Linked DNA regions of Anser cygnoides: region 1 is linked to region 2. Evidence: chromatin contacts called from public Hi-C data. All regions are on one chromosome and are shown on one strand. Each heading gives the region's core, a stretch centred on a gene start, on an enhancer-like site or on the middle of the called end of the contact. The rest is flanking DNA. Distances are from core to core; before and after follow the strand shown.

Region 1 (2,878 bases), core at 50-2,549, 200 kb after region 2:
ATAAGCACAGCTGTATTTTAACACTGCACTAGAACAAAAAGCAGCACAAAGTGGTTTTCCTAGTAGTGAGCAAGCAGCCTCAGATGGATACCAGCACTCTGAGACACCCACAGGCTTTCTGCTTGTGCAAGTCCACTCGCCTCGACTTTTTGCTGCCCTTTCAGCACCGTTTAAAGGGAGGAACACCCCCACCAGCCCAGCACCCCCATACCGAAGTACTCGAGCCAGTTCATCTCACGGAGGGCCACGGGCAGCCGGAGGATCTCGATGTCGTACAGGTTCTCTACCTCCTTGACCAGGCGCTGCCCGTTTGCCTGAATCTGCTCGACCCGGCTCCTCACTGTGGGGACAGGGGCATAGGGTCGTGCTCGGCTCTGGGCCCAAGACACCCCCTCCCCCCAGAAAACCGGTCCCAGGACCCCCCCCCAAAAAATCCGAGAAAAAACCGGTCCCGAGACCCCCATCACCCCCCTTCCCCCAAAACCAGGCTCAACCACCACCCCCCTCGCCCCCCCTCTCAACCAGGCCAGCCCTCCTCTTATCCCCCCCCACCCCAAACCGGGTCCCACCATTGACACCCTGCCCCCTCTAATACCGGGTCCGGCCGCACCCCAAAAATGGACCCAGGCCCCCGCCCCCAAACTGGACCTGGCTGACACCCCCCACCCAAAACCGGGCCTGGGGCCACCCCCTCAAAAAAAAAAAAACGGTTCCAGTACCACCCCGCCCCCCCAAACCGGGCCTGGGGTCGCTCCCTCCTAAAAGCCGGTCCCGGTACCGCCGCCCCCCCTTCCAAGAACCGGAACCAGAATCCCCCCCCCCCAAAATCAGGCTCGACCGCCCCCCCCCCCAACCACGCCCGACCACCCTCACCCCCTCCCCTTCCAAAACCGGGTCCCTCCGCCCCCCCCCTAGACCAGACCTGGCTGCCACCTACCCCCCAAAACCGGGCTTGGGGCCGCTCCCCCCCCCCGCCCCAAAAAAGGGCCCGGAGACTCTCACACCCCCCCCCCCCCCAACCCCCTCCTCCAAAAAAACGGGTCCGGTGCCCCCCTCCCCCCCAAACCGGTCCCGGGGCCGCCCCACCACCAAAACAAAACCGCTCCCAGACCCCCCCACCCTCGCGGTCGAAGTCCTTGAGGAATGCCGCCAGCTTCCTGCTGCGGGCCCCCGCGGCCGCCTTCTTGCGCGAGGGCGCCATGGCGGAGCCGCGGGGCCTGGAGGTGCCGCTGCCGCCGTGCGAGCCCGGCCCGCCCCAGCGCTGCCGCCGTTGCCGCCGCCGCCCGCGCCGCGTTTAAACGCAAGCCCCGCCCACCCGCCGCCCAATCAGAACCCGGAGAGCGCCGCGCGGCCAATCAGAGCCGAGCTCGGCGGCGGCGCCGCCATCCGAGCCTGGCGCCGCTTGGTAACGTCGGCGCGGGGAGCGCTTCCGGGAGGGCGCTAAGATGGCGGCGGCGGCGGCGGGAGTGATGGTGGCGGCGCTGCGGGAGTGGGCTGCGGCGGCGGCGCGGCAGGAGGCGGCCCGGAGGGAGGCGCTGGCCTCCTGGGAGCCGCTGCTGGTGTCTCTAGCCGGGCTGGCGGAGCAGCTGCGGGCGGCGCGGAGGCTGGCGTGGGGCTCCTCGCCGCTCGGGGCCTTCGGGGAGCTGCGGGAGCGGCTGTGGAGGAAGCAGCGCGGCGCGGCCGAGGCGCTGCTGGAGCAGCTCGGCCGGCGGCGGTGAGGGGGGGAGGCGCCGGGGCCGGGCTGGGTGCCGGGGTGCGAGGCTCGGCTGAGCTGTGCCCCGCAGGGAGGAGCTCCGCGCCCTGAGGGACGCCGTCGGGGCCGGCGCCGCCGCCGTGCTGCGGCTCTACGAGGAGAGAGCGGCGGAGCTGGGCCTGGCCGAGAGCCTGCGGCGCGGGCCTCGCCGCCCGTCGCTGGCTGATGTGCTGGAAGGGCTGCAGGATGTGGAGCGGTACTACCGGTACCTGTATCCTTGCGGTGGGGGGTTCTCCTGGGGGGGGTGGCGGGTGCTGCTTTGTGTGTTTGTTGGCCTTACGGAGCCCGCAGGTACCTGGAGAGCAAGCTGTTCCTGCTGCGCATCAGCTGCGACAGCCCAGAAGACATGGAAGCTCTCCCGCAGGCCTGGAAGAGGATTTTGGAGCGGTACGAGGAAGACACTGTTCAAGGTAGCTCTTCATGGGGCAGACCCGAAGGGCGTTTCTCAGCCCTGGAGGCTGAAGGCCTGCCAACCACCCAGCTCCTGTGTTGGTCTCAGTAGCAGTGGGTGAACTTGCTTCCTTTGCACTGATTCTTTGCAATCTGTGCTCAGATCTTGTAAATGATTTGGTGGTAAATACTAGCCTTTGCACCCAAGCATCATCTGGGAGCGATGCCTTTTCTCCCATTATAATGGGGGCTTAGCAATCCATTTCACTAGCTCTATGAAGTTGGCTTTATATACATTTCTCTTGATTGTTTCAAGTTAAATTTTTGCAGGTACGGAACACAAATAAAATGTGTTAAACTAATGGCTTTTTTTTTTTTTTTCCCCCCAACTCAGATGTTCTTCTTAAGGTCTCTCTCTTTTTGGACAACCAGTGACAGCTGCCCTGCTAACCAGGCTCCAGATGGAAAATCCAAGGAGGACTGATGTTGACCAGCTTCTATGAGTGCCCAGTATATTCTGAGATAACCACAAAGAGGAAGATGAGTTGAGGAAGCTTTACTGATGGTGTTTTGGAAGCTGAATGAGTTGGCATTGGTAGGAAATGCTTGGACTGTTCCGTTTTCAAATGGAGATGGACTTAACGTCTGAAGAAGAGGTTGAGCTGATCAAGTCATAGCAATAGAAGGGAGTCAGCATCTTCAACTATGGAAGTCATCCTTTCTTTTTCCTGCTAT
Region 2 (3,092 bases), core at 527-3,026:
AAGTCAAGGTAATTCCTGATATTACCCAACCAAATATGTACAAACCAATTTTCAAAACAACAGTAAGTTATCTGTATGGCAGACAAAATTCAAAGTATTTCAGTTCAAGGATTACCTTGAAATTATTAGCAAAGATATGAAGGAATATTCCAAGCTGACTTTAATTCTTTATTTGCAGTGACAGTGTATGGATCAACATTAGAGCATGAAACAGAAGTCAGATTTCTACTGATTCTGTCTACCTGCTTCAGCAACAATAATCCTCAGCTCTATACAGATCAGAAGCAAGGTACATGTTTAGTGTCTGAAATTTACATTAAAATTGCCATGTTTTATAATAACATACGGTATAGTTTTTAGTAGTTTTCTGTAGGTTCTATATACTGAGCTCCACTGACATTTCCATCTATCATTTCCAGTATTACATGAACGAGATTTCTCTGAACATAAACACAATATCCATCACCATCAGCAACCCCTCCCCAAAGGAGAGGAAAAAAAATTACAGTAAAAACAATTCTGGGCAAAATGGAAACTGAAAAAGTGAAGCATTACCTTGGCTTCTGCAACTCTTTTCATTTCTACATACTTAAGATCCTGTGTCTTCATCAATTTTGCCTGTTCAGGAGTCACTTCATCCTTTGGTTGTCTAATTACATGAACTCCATCCTAAAAACAGATGGAACATAGCACTTAAACTTCCACAGCACCAAGGTAAGTCTGCTATTTTGTTTACTAATTCGTAAATTAAAAAACATAACTTGTTACTTGGAGCTGCAGTGTAATCCCACCTGAAGATAGTTTCTTACCTTGAGCCGTGTGTTTATCATCTTAAAATAAAACTCATCGGGATTCTTGTCCAGAGCTTTCTTCTGAAGTGCTCTGAGGGCATTTTGCTTCTTGTTATAGTCCCTGGAAAAAAAGAAAGAGCAATTCAGCATTTCTCCATGTCCGCATTCCCTGAGGTGATGCTGAGTCCCTCAGAGCGATGCTCAGCACCGTGATATGACAGCCAAGGCTCCCTGTACCAAGCTGGACACCAACAATCAACTTCAGCCTCATAACTTATTCCTCAGCAAAGCTGGAGATGAACAGTGTTGAGGAGCAAGTGCTGTCCAACTGTCCAGCTTAGCCCTCCTGGACCTTCCGCGGGGTCAGCCATTAAAAACAGAAGACAGCACTTGTAATTCCTTTATTATTTGCAGTGATAACAGCGTGAGGCCTTTCCGCACGTCTCACTGCCCATGTGTGGGGACTCAGGACAGGGCCGGGCACGGCCATGGTGCAGCCCCGGGGGGCTCCCTCCCGGCTCTCCCCGACTCACTCCGCTCGCAGCTTGTAGTCCTTCTTCTTCTCCAGCAGCCCCAGCTTCTTCCGAGAGGCGGGCTGCGGGGAAAAGCGGGACAGGAGATGAAGGGGCCGCCGGCAGCGAAGCCCGAGGGCCCGCACCGGAGCCCCGCGGCCCGCAGCGGGGGGATGGCGCTCACCTGGGCCCGCTCGCGGTGCTGCCGCTGCCCGGACTTGGCGGCCTTCCTGAAGGAGGCCGACATGGCGGAGAGGGGACGGGGTCGGTACCGGGAACCCGGTGGCGGCGGCGGCCGCGTGAGGAGCCGGAGCCGGAGCGGGCGGGGCAGGGCCTAGGCCGCAGGCTCCACGCGTCACGTAATGGCGGCCGGTGGCGCCGTCTCCATGGTGACAGCGGCGCCCGCCCGGGCCCCGCGGCCTTCTCCGGTGCGGGCCCAGCCCTGTCCCGGGGCTCGTTTATTGTCCCCCCCCCGGGGCTCCTCGCCCTCAGGCTGTGATGGCCGCAGCCCCCCCGGTTCTAACTCCCCGCTGCCGGGGCATGGAGCTTTGCTCCCCCCCCCGACTCCCCCCTTTCCCCGCCGCCGCCATCCCCGGTGCCCTGCAGGCGATCGGTGCCACGGGGGCGACGCCGGTGGAGGGGCCGAGCCGGGGCCCGGGGGGCTCCGCGGGGCATCCCCCCGGTGCTGGGACCTCCCGGCAGCGCCGTGCTCCCCCCGCCCTCCGCCTCCCCGGGGGGTTCCCACGGGTGCCGTGGGGGCGCACCCGTGGCTGATCCCTGCCGGTTTCAACCGGGGGCAGGGCGGCTCCGTGCCGCCGAGCCCACCGCCCCCTGCACGGCACGGCTCGGCTCGGCTCGGCTCGGCACGGCACGGCACGGCTCGGCTCACCGCCCCTCGGCTCCGCTCCGCCCCGAGCCGGGCGGGGCAGTGCCGGGCTCCGCCGCCGGCTGGGGAGCGGTGCCGAGCCGTGCCGAGCCATACGGAGCCGTGCCGAGCCGAGCCGAGCCGAGCCGTGCCCAGCCTGCCCATCGTCGGGGCGAGCAGCGAGCGCGGCCCCGGGGCGCCGAGCAGGTGGGGAGAACCGGGCCAGGGGGCTCCGAGGGGGCACGGGCAGCCCCGGGGCACCGGGGGAGGGCTGGGGGAAGAGGGGGGGACCGAGCATCCCCGCGGGACCCCGGCTGGGTTTGCCCCTGCCCGAGGTGGATCCTGCTCGGAGATCTTCACCGGGTTTGCTCGAGGAAGCACAGCGAATGCCGTTTTCTAAAAGAAAAGAAAGGGAAAAAAAAAAAAACCTTTCTGCCGTTCCTCTTTCCCAGACTGTGAAGCTGCAGTGCTTAAGCTGTGTTTTATTAAAGCTCTGAAACTTTACCCGACCAATAAACTCTGAAGTAAAGTTAAACCAAATGCTCAAGCTTAGTGCAGAGAAACGTTCAGCACGCCCTAACGGGCTGCTGTGTGTCCAGGGAGTCCCAGGGTAGGTATGGGGTAAGGCTTCTCCAGCCTTTGCTTTTTTCTTCTTAAACAAAAGCTCAAACGTCACAGCTGGCATCTTGTGGCTTTGAAAAATAGCTCAGCATCGCTGCAAAATGTGTTTTACTGAATGCAGTTTGGTTTCAGATGGCTATATGCTCTCTTGCAGGTAAGGTTTTCTCTTTTGGTTTCGAGCTCTGTAGGTATTTTGCACCTGCGGTTACATTAATTGCTTTGTCTCTTTCATGAGAATGCATGGAAATGCTGGAGGTACTTTACAGTTAGGTTAAAGCGTGTTGGGAGGAATTGCTCTGCGCT

The links. Hi-C and Micro-C count contacts between places; a contact is called where the count stands out from the background.
Region 1: a contact with region 2 is called in a Hi-C map of liver, with 2.0 times the contacts expected there. The contact joins the promoter of CDCA8 here to the promoter of UTP11 in region 2. A contact is called at or near these places in 2 of 7 Hi-C or Micro-C datasets (granulosa cells and liver).

Annotation. Positions count from the first base shown.
Region 1 is chr24:4,618,851-4,621,728 of Taihu_goose_T2T_genome, forward strand. CDCA8 (cell division cycle associated 8) reads right to left here and starts at 1,300. Exons shown (of 10, transcript XM_048073264.2): 1 at 1,120-1,300; 2 at 212-340. The coding sequence starts at 1,201. It overlaps AIRIM (AFG2 interacting ribosome maturation factor), which reads left to right and starts at 1,411. Exons shown (of 4, transcript XM_048073265.2): 1 at 1,411-1,714; 2 at 1,785-1,964; 3 at 2,045-2,163; 4 at 2,538-2,878. The coding sequence starts at 1,446. The coding sequence ends at 2,578.
Region 2 is chr24:4,414,824-4,417,915 of Taihu_goose_T2T_genome, forward strand. UTP11 (UTP11 small subunit processome component) reads right to left here and starts at 1,777. Exons shown (of 8, transcript XM_048073245.2): 1 at 1,488-1,777; 2 at 1,325-1,386; 3 at 810-912; 4 at 556-669. The coding sequence starts at 1,550. It overlaps FHL3 (four and a half LIM domains 3), which reads left to right and starts at 2,213. Exons shown (of 6, transcript XM_048073244.2): 1 at 2,213-2,375.